2 separate regions of the Mus musculus genome follow, and region 1 is linked to region 2. A link is a contact called in public HiChIP or PLAC-seq data. All regions are on one chromosome and are shown on one strand. The core of a region is the stretch at or near the end of the contact, and the rest is flanking DNA. Distances in the headings are between cores, read along the strand shown.

Region 1 (6,410 bases), core at 2,845-5,344, 1.1 Mb before region 2:
GCTGAGTGGCAAACTGACAAGCCTCATGAAGCAAGTGGCTGGTGGCCATGGTAAATAGCATCTTCTTATCTGGCTACACTATATGCAAAATTGGAAGACTTTGCCTCAGAAATGAGTTCTGCTTCATTCACCCAGATCCTGACAGCTTGCCTTAGCTGCATGGCAGACTCTATAACATTCTCTCTTTGGGGGACACGGGATGCCCACAAGACTCAGGAAGCTAACTGTAACACAAATGGCTTGGAATCTCTTGGAACTCATGAGACTCAAGAAGCTGAGATTCAGACAAGGTGTAGCAGAATCCTCTCAGGGAGATAAAAACCACCAACACTTTATCACTAAGGAGATTGAAGAGTCACCTCACAGTGAGATGGTCTTCAAAGTGCTACAGCTGCCTTTGAGTCGCCCATACTCTAGGAATCTCTCCATTTATAGAGACATAAATAGAATTGTTTTTTTTTTTTTTTTTTTTTTTTTTTTGGTATGTGATTGGTTTACTATCAGGGATGAATAAATGTGTTCATAATACCCAAGAAAAAGTCACCCAATATCAAACATCAAAATTAATATGGGCTGCTACAGAAATCAGCTGTTTCTGGAGGAATCCTAGGAGAAAACTTTGTGTCCCTATCTCTTTGGGGTTAATTTTAGAAGAGAATAGCATCAAAATAGTGGAAAACAAAGTACAACTCTATTAGTTAGCACTTTTTCTCCAGTCACTATGACAAAACATGACAAAGAAGCTTCTTAAGAGAAATGAAGTTATTTTAACTCCTTGTTTCAGAAACTACTTGTCTGTGATGACTCTGTGGGGTACAGGAGTGGAGGTCAAAGCATGCTGCATGATATGTTACATCTTGGCAGATCAGGAAGCAGCCAGCTAGCCTGGGATTGGAAGAAGAATAGAATTCAAGATCCTCCCATCGTTGTGTTTTAACAAGACAGGTGTCATTGTTCAGTGGTCAGTGGTTCCACCACTTCTCAAAATATCAGCACCATCTGGAGATCTAGTGACCAATCACAGGAGCCTGTGAAGGACAGTTAGCATCCAAACTATAGCAAGTGCATTTGTGATCACCTCCCTATGCAGGTATGATATTGTGGATACAGACTATCACATACTACCTTGGTGGAAGGCCTTGACTCAGATCTCACCTGTCCAAGGGAGGACCTGGTTGGGTGATGCCTGCAGAATCCAGCATATTGAAGCAATTTTCCTATTTGTCTCTCACACTACACATTATTTTCCAGAGGAAAATAATAGTTGTGACAATTTGTCATTTATTTTAAAAATACTAGCTCAATGATGACAGGGCATTCATGAACACATTCACAGCTATATTCATTTCACTCTGCTTTGAAGTAAGTTATGCTCAAAACATTTCAGCCCGGTCCCCAAGATCTGATACAGGGATTGGTAATCTGTGGAAATGTTTTGAATTGTTACCAATAGCCAGGCAGCCCTGCTCTGGAGCTCCTGTCAACATCTCAGCAAGATTTGGTGTGTTTTTTTCAGTAGCTAGATAGTAAATTTGAATTACACTTGCAATGGATTTATGAATTCAGCATGAGTCATGCTTGCTCTCAGGTATGTTTCTGCCACTACAGGAGACTGGTGACTTTGCAAATTGGACTTTATCCTTTTATAAATTAGAGTATGTGCAAAGGATTTTAGTTTTAAATTTCTTTAGACACTCTATATGTAGCCATCCTACTCAAAGATGTAAAAGAATATGGAGTTTGATTTATCTGTGCTTAAAAACCTTCATATCCAACTGTAGAAATGAACAAATTTACAGTTAAACTTCTCAAGACATTATTGTTTTGTGAATTCTGCATACAAAAAATACCCTGTAAGTCACTAAACACGAGCCTTCATGCCTTTTCACAGAGCTGGAGCTGATGATCAAAACCACACCCATAGGAAATGAAAAGTGTTAGGTCACTACAGGATTTCTAGAAGCTTATCAAGTTTCTTGACTTCTCAGATACAATTTGTCTCATGTGTAGTTTTCAAGAAAATTTTTGATGCAGTGCAGTAGATTTGCTCTACAATAAAACATCCAAATATATCATCTTTCTGCTTAATGAATCACAAAAGGAGCTGTGTCTCATTCCAGCAATAGGCATCCTCTTGCCATCTTCGGTAGCCAGTTCTTCTGTGCTCACCACATCTTATGAAAGATCTGTCCTGGCACTAGATGCAAGTTCCAAGTGGACGATTTTAGGGAAAAATAAAGTCAGAAGCCTGGAAACTGAGGCATAAAACATCATCCTGGCTACTATTGGAAGAGGGCTGAGGATATGTGATGGAAACATACCTTTTATAAGGTATATATACATATATATGCTGTTCTACTGATGGTGCTGCTCTATTCAAGTTCAAGGACCATTCATTTTACTAGAGCTTACACTCTCCAAGGAGACAGGATTAAAGAAGAAACATAAATGGAAGCATATTTTGGCATGGAATTGCCCTTTGTATAAGCAGTTGACAACCATGTATGCAAACGGTTCATAGCCTATAATTCAGGTACAGGAAATGACTCAAACCACTGAAACAATTTTGTTTCGAAATCTAATCTAATAGTTAGTGATCATAACCCTTAATCTTAAGGTTATTTTCAGGAATTGTCAGTATTTACTCACAAGGGAAAAAAAAACTAGAAAAGTATATAACAAAACTCAAATGAGTTGAAAGGGGAATTTTCAATTTTTTAAAATTACATTTACTTATTTATTGGTGTGTGTGTGTGTCTGTGTGTATGTGTGTGTGTGTGTATGTGTGTGTATGTGTCTTTGTGTTTGTGTGTGTCTTGTGTGTGTGTTACATGTAACATGCACGGGAAAGTCAAAGGACAACTTGCAGAAGATATTTCTCATCTTATACCCAGTATATCCTAGGTTTTATTAGGCTTGATAGCCAACATCCACTGAGATATTTTTTCTGGACTCAAAACTGGAATTTAATTTTGGAGGCTCCCTAAACCAGGGATACTGGGATGAAATCTTTCCTTGATCTGAATTGGATAATCTGTGCTATGGATTTTTCCATTTTCTCCAATTGTAATTTTAATAAACACAGCCCAAGACAAGAGTATTAAGAGTTTGCAGAGACATTTTCATTAGGCATTTTATCCATTCTAACATTAGGACAAGAGATGTCTTAGAAATATAGTTAGCATTTTCTTACAATGCGTTGTAAGAAAATTTGGAAGGGATACCTCAAAAATTTTGAGTTTTTTATATTTTTTCCTACTTTAGTGCGGTGTTCTGAGTATGTTTCTCTAAAGGCATGTGTTGTAGGCTTCATCCCTGATGGGGTAGTGCTGGGAGGTTGGAGATGCCAGCTCAGAATGGGAGATGTTGAGCTCATGAGAGCTCCATCCTCATGATTGGAATCATGTCAGTATAAGGAGCTTGGAGCTAGGAATTCCAGGCTTCCTGACTTCTACTCTCTTAACCATCCTCTTCTTGGGATAAAATAACTCAGCATGAAAACACAGAAGTTCATTTGCTCTTGAACTTCCTGGTCTCAAGAACTGTAGTTTATAAATGTATAAACGTATTTATACATTTCTTCTTTATTTGTAATTTACCCAGCCTATAATGTTCTGTTGTAGTTCCAAACAGACAAAGGCATCAGCATATACTGACTCTTGTGTGAAGAAAACACAAACTGCTTTTGACAAGATTGCATGCCATTCCTAGCTACAACATCACAAAGGTCTTTACCTCTTTGACTTCCCCTGAGTTGTGAAGCAGTTTCCTCAACATTCCATACAACAGGGATGCTTTTTAGTCCAGAAGTTGAACAACTCAAAATAGCTTCAGGAAGCCCATGAAACTAACCGGATTCTCAAAGACCCTCCTTGGAAAGAGTAAACAGTAAAGACTGCAGAGAATCACTCTTAGACAATCCAAGGTGCAAAGAAGATTCTGCAAGAAGCAAAAATGTTGACCCAAACTGGTTTAGATCAACTGAGTCTCTGGCAAAGGAGCTTCTCTGAACTGATGAACTACCTACAGGCTGTGCAGTGTCCTAGAAGTTCCCAGATTACGTGAGCTGTCACCCATGCTGGAGCGGGCTTGGGTGATTCAGCTGGCCTTGAATCATTCCTGCTCCTGTAAATAACGCCTCACATCTGTTCCTGTAAGTAACCCCAATAAAACTCATTAGTTCATCATGTGGACTTCAGTGGTATCCACATATTGATCTTTCTGGGATCCTTATCTGGGATGAGTAAATGTGTTTTGGATTTCTCCAGGAAAAGTGTTGTCACACATCACTATAATATTTAGATTAAAAAAAAAAAAACAATCTGTAGTACTTAAAGAAGTAACTTGAATTCCTATAACCCTATAAAGGAATGTTATTTCTCTCTCTCTAAAGAGTCAACTACATTTCTTCTTTTTATTTTCCCATTTCTGTTTTTCTTTCTCTCATTCTTTTCTTTTTTTCTTCTTCTAATTTTATGTGCTTGTATGTTTTAACTATATACAAATTTATGCTCTGCATACATGCCTTGTGCCTATAGAAGCCAGACAAGGTCATTGAATCCTCAGGAGCTGGAATTAAAGAATGTTGTGAGCCACCTAGTAGGTGCTAAGAATCAAACCCAAGTCTTCTGCAAGACTACCTAGTACTCATAATTGCTGAGCCATTGCTCTGGCCCATTGTAATTTTCCTGATGCTGATCAGACATGGTGCAGAAGTCTGAAGTATTTTTCTCTTTAATACTCCCAGGCATTCAGACCCCGGCCTGTTCCACTATGTTGCTGAAGACCTCCTCATTTCATTTCTAGGACGAATCTTCTCCTAGACACACTCCAAAAGAATACCCACTGTTGGTATTCAACAAAATGTTTCTATGATAATGACTGCATGTCTGAGTGCATCCTGGTGTACCATAGAGGTCTAACAGACAGCCCTTACCTCCATTGAATCTGGTTTCCAGTTTTGAAAAACTAACCTTGACTTTACCCTTGCAGGTTTTACTTCCCTGAGACATCAGATTTACATTGCATTTACCAATGGCTTAATTTGTATATATACGTAAACTCTTTTGGAAATCATGCCTTTGACATTTGTGACTAAGCAAACTTTGCATGTGGAGAAAGAATTTAGAAAGGCATTTCATTTCATATGATGAAAATTAACTTTTTTATTTTTAATCTTTTTTTAAAGATATTTTCTTTATTTACATTTCAAATGCTATTCCCTTTCCTAGTTTCCCCTTCAAAAATCCCCTATCCCCTCCCCCTGCTCCCCAACCCACACACTCCCATTCCTGGTACTGGCATTCCCCTATACTGGGACATACAGCCTTCATAGGACCAAGGGCCTCTCCTCCCATTGATGACCCACTAGGCCATCCTCTGCTACATATACAGCTAGAGCCACAAGTTCCACCATGTGTTTTCTTTGACTGGTGGTATAGTTCCAAGGAGCTCTGGGGGTACTGGTTAGTTCATATTGATGTTCCTGCTACGGGGCTTCAGACCCCTTTAGTTCCCTGGGTGCTTTTTCTGCCTCCTTCATTGGGGATGAAGATTAACTTTTTATTATTATTATCTCATTTGCCATTAAATCAAACATTAGCTCCTGAGCAATCTGATAAAATACTTGGAACTATCTATAGTTATTTGTAAGAGAAGACTTATTTTGGTTCTTTCTTTTTATCTCAAGTAAGGGATGCAACAGTACTTTTTGTTCACAGAATCCTGAAACAGAAGCAGCATATTCACAGCTGATCTTGTTTCTTTCAGCTTTCCCGTACTTCCTGTTGTTCCCAAACAAATGAATGTGCTGCTCTCTTTATCCCATGCATATCATCTGTACTAGTAATATTTTATTACGAATCTCTCAAAGCCAAAGACCAAACATCTAAGGTTTTCTATAAAGGGCTATCACCTTGCTTTAACTGGAGCAAATGTTATTTTCTAGACATGCCTCTTCCTCTCCCTCCAGCGTAGGCTTCTCATCTTCTAACCCATGTTCTCACTTCTGGGAGGGTATCCTGATTTTTTTCTCCTGCTAATTGCTCAAAGACAACCTTGCTGTGAGAAGTTTGTGGTATATATGCTTTCTATGGCTTTCTGACTGGATTAGACTTTCAAGGTTACCACTGAGAATCACCACGGTACATTTTTAACTTTGAAATTTTTATTTTCAGCAGACATTGGTATGAATAACCATGGCTCTTTTTATTTTTTTTTATATAAACTTGAATCAATGATTAAAAATGACATATATTAAACTCCTTTAATGAAAGGTTATCAAATAAATCACTCAATATCTATAGTGATAATAAAGAGCAGGCAGTACTACTATGCTTGATAGAAAATTGAGACAGAGAATTCAATCAGCTTGACAATGAGGCCTTGCCCCTGAGAGGAATCCCATTCAG
Region 2 (5,984 bases), core at 864-3,363:
AACACACATATACACATATGTATAGACATATATGTGTTCATAAATACATGTCTAAATATATGTATTTCTAGATATACATTTATATATTATATATCATTTATATATGTTTTATACACACCCTACATATATTCCTACATACACATCTGTATTTTGAGAAACAACCACCAGAGGGCAGGAAGAATCAACTTATAAAGTTCATGTGTCTTATGATTTTGTTTTTTCATACAACTTATTAGTGTGTCTTCAATTGTATTTCTTAATTATGAAGAATTATTGCAAAATAGTTCCAAAGTTTAGGTGAAGTGTCTCCTGTGTAGTTACCAGCTTGCCCTTTAAATTTGTTGATTTTTCTCACAATTACCTATATATAAGAATAAAATGTGTTTTCTAAAATGACATTTATTAAATACATATGCAAAATTAACCTAATGGCATCCAAATATTTCCGGTTTACCCTTGTTAAGTTGCTTGTACTGACCAGAATATGCTGTTTATTGAATGGATAATTGAGCAGATGTATTTGCATTCACATATACATATGCATGTGTATATGTTCATTATGTATATGTTAGTGTATATATTTGTCTCTGCCTGCCATGAGAACCTGGCAAAAGTTTTCTGTGTGTTAAAATAAACTACCTCATCAAATTTTGAGGTTTCAATAATTTCTTGTAAAGCATGCTTGTATGTTTTTCAAGTATTTACATCTGTAACATTGGTTTCTGCTAAATTACTACCTAAGAAATCTGAAATGACCATTAAAAAAGAAGGCATCCCTAGATCAAACTACCCTTTTATGAAATGATAGAAATCATTTAAAGATAGGACAATATTTCTATAGATTTATGAACTGAAAGTGTAAGTGTCGCTATGAGTAATAAAAGCTTATCAGAGAGAGAGAGTACTAATAATATTGAACATCTGAAAACACATCCTCTTGCAAATGGATACTTCCATGTTAATCTGCATAAAGATCGAAAGCTACAAATAGTTGTCTGACCGTTAATGGCTTAACTTTGCCATTTTTACAAAATATAAATAAAAAAAGAGAACTGGAGAAGATGTAGAGTTTTCCACATCCACAGTGCATCTGCCATGAGCACTTGAAAAACTCAAACAAATGAACAGATGTGTAATATGGCAACAGAGAAATTAAAATAACAAAACAAAACTTTGGGTTGAAATTGTAAAATTGTTGAATTCTGCTAAGTTTTTAATAAGTTATTAACAAACATAGTGAAGGATACAAAATTCTAAGCACTGTAACACGCAAATCTTCAATTTTTCTAATCATCTTAGTAATGCTAATATTTTCGAAATAGCTATTTACCTTTGCGTTTATGGGCTGGTTTTCTGGTTCCTTCTAGATGTTTCAGCTTGTGATTTTAGGATTATTGCCAACTGAATAAGACCTAAAAATCACCTGGGAGACAGTCTTGTAGGCATTCCTTTGAGGGATTATCTTGTGGGAAGACCCTTGGGTTTTTGTTTTTGTTTTGTTTTGTTTTGTTTGCAATTATAATTACATTTCTCTCTTCCTTTTCCTCCCTCAAAATCTGCCTATATACTATTTGCTCTCTTTAAATGACCTCCCTTATTATTAGTTCTTATTACAGTGAATAATCTTCCAGAGATGTTTAATTTTTAATCTTGATTTTTTTAATTCCATAAGACACACCTTAAAAATGATATTCAGATTATATTTCCTCTATTACTAAAATGGCAATCACCTCAAAGTAGCACTCATCATCATTGCAAGGTTCAAGACAGCTGATATAGTCAAACCTGTTTTTTCCAGGATACTAGAAACGATCATCAATCTAAAACATCTGATGTCCAGGAAATATCCTGAACCACAGCCTGTTTGCAAGAAGGACAGAGCACTGGATCTGGGCTTTAGGCAGGTTGCTCGGAGACGGAATTCTTAGGATCATAGAGGATTTAGGACAGAGATAAAGCACAACCAAACCCAATTGCTTAGGTCCCCTGAAAGATGGACTATGCTCTCAGCCAATCAGAGCACCAAGCGACCTCTCCATCAGCCAATTAAACTGCCAGAACTCCAGCCTATCACGGCATTTCCTGAGGTCCCTGGAACGCTCTCTGGCCGCTAAAGTGCAGGAAGAGGCTGAGCCTTTGAGCAAAGGGGAACCATGGAAAACATCCCTACAGTGGGCTTGGGCACCTGGAAGGTGAGGACACACTCCGGTGTGGGTGGGGCTAAGGGTCCCGGAGCCTGATGAGTACATGCTCAAAAACAGCCAGGGGCACGGGATTTCTTTTGCCTAGGGTGATTCCTTCCAGACCCGGGCTCTGATTAAGGTTTTCCCCCAGACGGATTAGAGGAGAAGTTGGACTCTCTCTCCTGTGATCCTAAAACACCCTGCTCCCTGCGAGGATTCAAAGCTGTTAGACTAACTTTAAATAAAGCAGTGTGCTGTTAACCTAGCCTTGTGTGAGCTAATCACGGACCCCCAGCCTCCGAAAAATCATTTATGCCTAGTGGCACTCATCTTGGCACAGCAAAACCGAGTGTGTGTCAAATGGCCACAAGGAAGCGTGCTACTTTGCATGCTAAAACAAACCAAATAAAAATAATTAAATAATTGCACCGATGTAAGTGTAATGTCTACTTCTGGAGTCCACTAGCGACATTAGAGATATTTGCGAGTAGTTACACTGCTTGCTCAGTTGATTTTGAATGTAGGGCATAATGAACGTGAAGTTGAATAGTTGAATAGGCCTGTCTGACTCTGGGACAAGTTGTGGGGGAGGGGGAGGCATGATCAAAATTTGTTTCTTTTTATGGTTTGGGGGTTTTGTTTTGTTTTGTTTTTGATAAAAAAGTAAATTTAAAAATTCTGTTTATAGGAAGGTTTTCAAATAAATGTTTCTCCAGAATTTTTTGTAAAAAGGATGGGATTATTATTATTATTATTATTATTTTGGCAATTTGGTGATTTGAGTGTTCTTTGGTACCACATAGTGAATGCTGAGATGTGAGATGAAAGAAATGTCAATAAAATAATAAATAAATAAAACTGTGTGTGTGGGGGGGGGGGAATCACCCTCCCAACACAATTGAAGCATTTAATTCTATCTCCTGAAGACACAGGAATATGACTTTCAAAATATGTGAAGGCAATGGAAAACCATAGCAAATGTGACACTGACTGATGATCTTAAATAATGTCGCTATGCTAGATATGTATATCCCCTTGATCCAATAACCAAGTCATTTAGGACAAAGCAAGGAAGAGATCAAATTCAAAGCTACCTTGAGCTACACTTTTCATATTTGATGGAAATGTCTGTGTCTCACTAAGCTTTTCCTGTGTGTACCCTACAGATATTGAGTGAGTCCATGTGTGTGATACTTGTTTTATGTTTACAGTTGATTCATGCATCCCTGGGTGCTAAATATCAGACCGCTTCCTGCCCCAGCTGTTCTTAGCCCTTCTGTAATCGGGAAGCACAACACAGCAAGAGCTGAAAAGCACCCTGTTTCCAGAATGAGTAAAGATAGCAGAACAGAATATTAATCATATTCTGACTATGACGTTCCATTCTCTACCTTTTGGTCTGGCTGATGTTCATACTGCTTTACTGATTTGAGTATTTATGTATTGCTTGGCTATACTTTCCCACATGACGGGGGAGAAAGGGGATTGGGTTCCCCTGACAGAAGAAACTTTCCTTGTGTTTGGTTATATTCCAGGCCTCCCCAGGAGAAGTGACTGATGCAGTTAAGTTGGCTATCAACCTGGGCTACCGGCACTTCGATTGTGCTTACTTATACCACAATGAGAGCGAGGTGGGAATGGGAATCAGTGAGAAGATCAAGGAGGGCGTGGTGAAGAGAGAGGATCTCTTTGTAGTCAGTAAGGTAAGGCTTCTCCACTTCCGCAGGCAAAGCTCCTGGCAGAGCTGGAACCATCTAGCCTAGAGGATTTGGTCAGTTTCCTTATGGGAATTGGTGCTTTGGGGATGTAGTTGATTCTCCTCTAGCTTTGTGAACATGTGAGGTTATGTTTTGTTTGCTTACATCTTTGTTTTATTATTTGGCCATTCAGGTGGCCATGCAGAGACATACCACCAATCAACAATACTTTCATGAATGAAATCTTGGTTGAGTGACACCACCTTTGTGTCTGTAGTGAAGAGAATAAAGTCCGAGCACTTTTGAATTCTTGTCTACTACATAGACCGGCCTTAACTTGGAATCACCTGCTAGAGGTGATCAAAGGGCACATTCCAAACTCCACACTAAGAAATTGACTCTGAGGTGATAGCTGTACAAGCAGGAAGCAAGTCAATCACGCTGTATGCATGAATGACCAGGTGTGGGAGTCTCTGTGAAGTCAATCACGCTGTGTGCATGAATGAGCAGGTGTGGGAGTCTCTGTGAAGTCAATCATGCTGTATGCATGAATGCAGCAGGTGTGGGAGTCTCTGTGAAGTCAATCATGCTGTATGCATGAATGCAGCAGGTGTGGGAGTCTCTGTGAAGTCAATCATGCTGTATGCATGAATGAGCAGGTGTGGGAGTCTCTGTGAAGTCAATCATGCTGTATGCATGAATGCAGCAGGTGTGGGAGTCTCTGTGAAGTCAATCATGCTGTATGCATGAATGAGCAGGTGTGGGAGTCTCTGTGAAGTCAATCATGCTGTATGCATGAATGCAGCAGGTGTGGGAGTCTCTGTGAAGTCAATCATGCTGTATGCATGAATGAGCAGGTGTGGGAGTCTCTGTGAAGTCAATCATGCTGTATGCATGAATGCAGCAGGTGTGGGAGTCTCTGTGAAGTCAATCATGCTGTATGCATGAATGCAGCAGGTGTGGGAGTCTCTGTGAAGTCAATCATGCTGTATGCATGAATGCAGCAGGTGTGGGAGTCTCTGTGAAGCAGAGGGAGGCTGGAGGTGTCAAGGCTCCAAAGTCCTCCTGTGTAAGATGCTTGCACGTTTCCTTAAAATGTAGGAGGTTGAGAAAAAAAGCTGTTTCTAAGTCAGGTGGTTTCTTTTACCGGCGGATGCAAAGGACATGGCAGTATCTGACGGGAGCAGGTACTGTACACAGTGTTATTACCAGCACAGGTGATGACGGGAGCAGGTACTGTACACAGTGTTATTACCAGCACAGGTGATGACGGGAGCAGGTACTGTACACAGTGTTATTACCAGCACAGGTGATGACGGGAGCAGGTACTGTACACAGTGTTATTACCAGCACAGGTGATGACGGGAGCAGGTACTGTACACAGTGTTATTACCAGCACAGGTGATGACGGGAGCAGGTACTGTACACAGTGTTATTACCAGCACAGGTGATGACGGGAGCAGGTACTGTACACAGTGTTATTACCAGCACAGGTGAGAGGTGATAACTGTGCTGCCCAGTGAGGAAGGGATGAGAAGTGGAAGTGGATACAGAAGAGAGGAAGGAAATAAACACTGTAGGAAACACAGTCAAACTAAGGTTTAAAGCTACTTTTTGCCAAGTGTGGTACAACTGTCATCTGTAGTTCCACATATCAGGGGTGTTTCTGTTGGAGACTTAGCTTCTGTCTTTGTGATCTATTTTTACTGCCTATCATTGTGTAAGCTAGAACAGAGTGTGGGTGGAGAGGACTTCGGGAGCACTTGCTAACGAGGAAGATTTTCTTGAGAATCTTCAGGCAGAGGGATGAGGAACTCAGGATTTCCACATCTGCATCGTAATTGTATACTACATCCAAGTGGGTGATAGTCATCAGTGAAAGTGTGTTGGTCCTTTTGGGGATTTGGAAGAATCCCTGAAATATAATTAAAATTAAGGAAGTTATATATTTATTCACAGTAGGAAATTATTATTAGTAGTAAGATGCGTTTACATCTAATTTGGGTTTCTCCCTGTCTTCTCTGTCTCTCTGTCTCTCTATCTCCATGTCTCTGTATCTCTCTCCCCTTCCTCCTTTCTATATCTCTTTCTCTCTGGAATGTGT

What was found. HiChIP or PLAC-seq counts read pairs in DNA pulled down with a chosen protein or histone mark.
Region 1: a FOXA1 HiChIP or PLAC-seq map of pancreatic cancer cells shows a contact between it and region 2. The contact joins the enhancer-like site here to the promoter of Akr1e1 in region 2. A contact is called at or near these places in 7 of 39 promoter capture datasets (cranial neural crest, frontonasal cranial neural crest, hippocampal neurons and 3 more) and 1 of 115 datasets of contacts at active chromatin or transcription factors (pancreatic cancer cells).

What each region holds. Positions count from the first base shown.
Region 1 is chr13:5,675,900-5,682,309 of GRCm38.p6, reverse strand. No RefSeq gene overlaps it. Among named protein-coding and RNA genes, the nearest start is that of Gm35330, 46 kb to the left of the region's middle. Within about 2 kb of position 4,094, at least 5 of the 459 cell types and tissues checked have an H3K27ac peak or open chromatin away from gene starts, as enhancers often do. A contact at or near this core is called in pancreatic cancer cells, where this site is marked.
Region 2 is chr13:4,605,293-4,611,276 of GRCm38.p6, reverse strand. Akr1e1 (aldo-keto reductase family 1, member E1) reads left to right here and starts at 2,113. Exons shown (of 10, transcript NM_018859.2): 1 at 2,113-2,192; 2 at 3,719-3,886. The coding sequence starts at 2,154.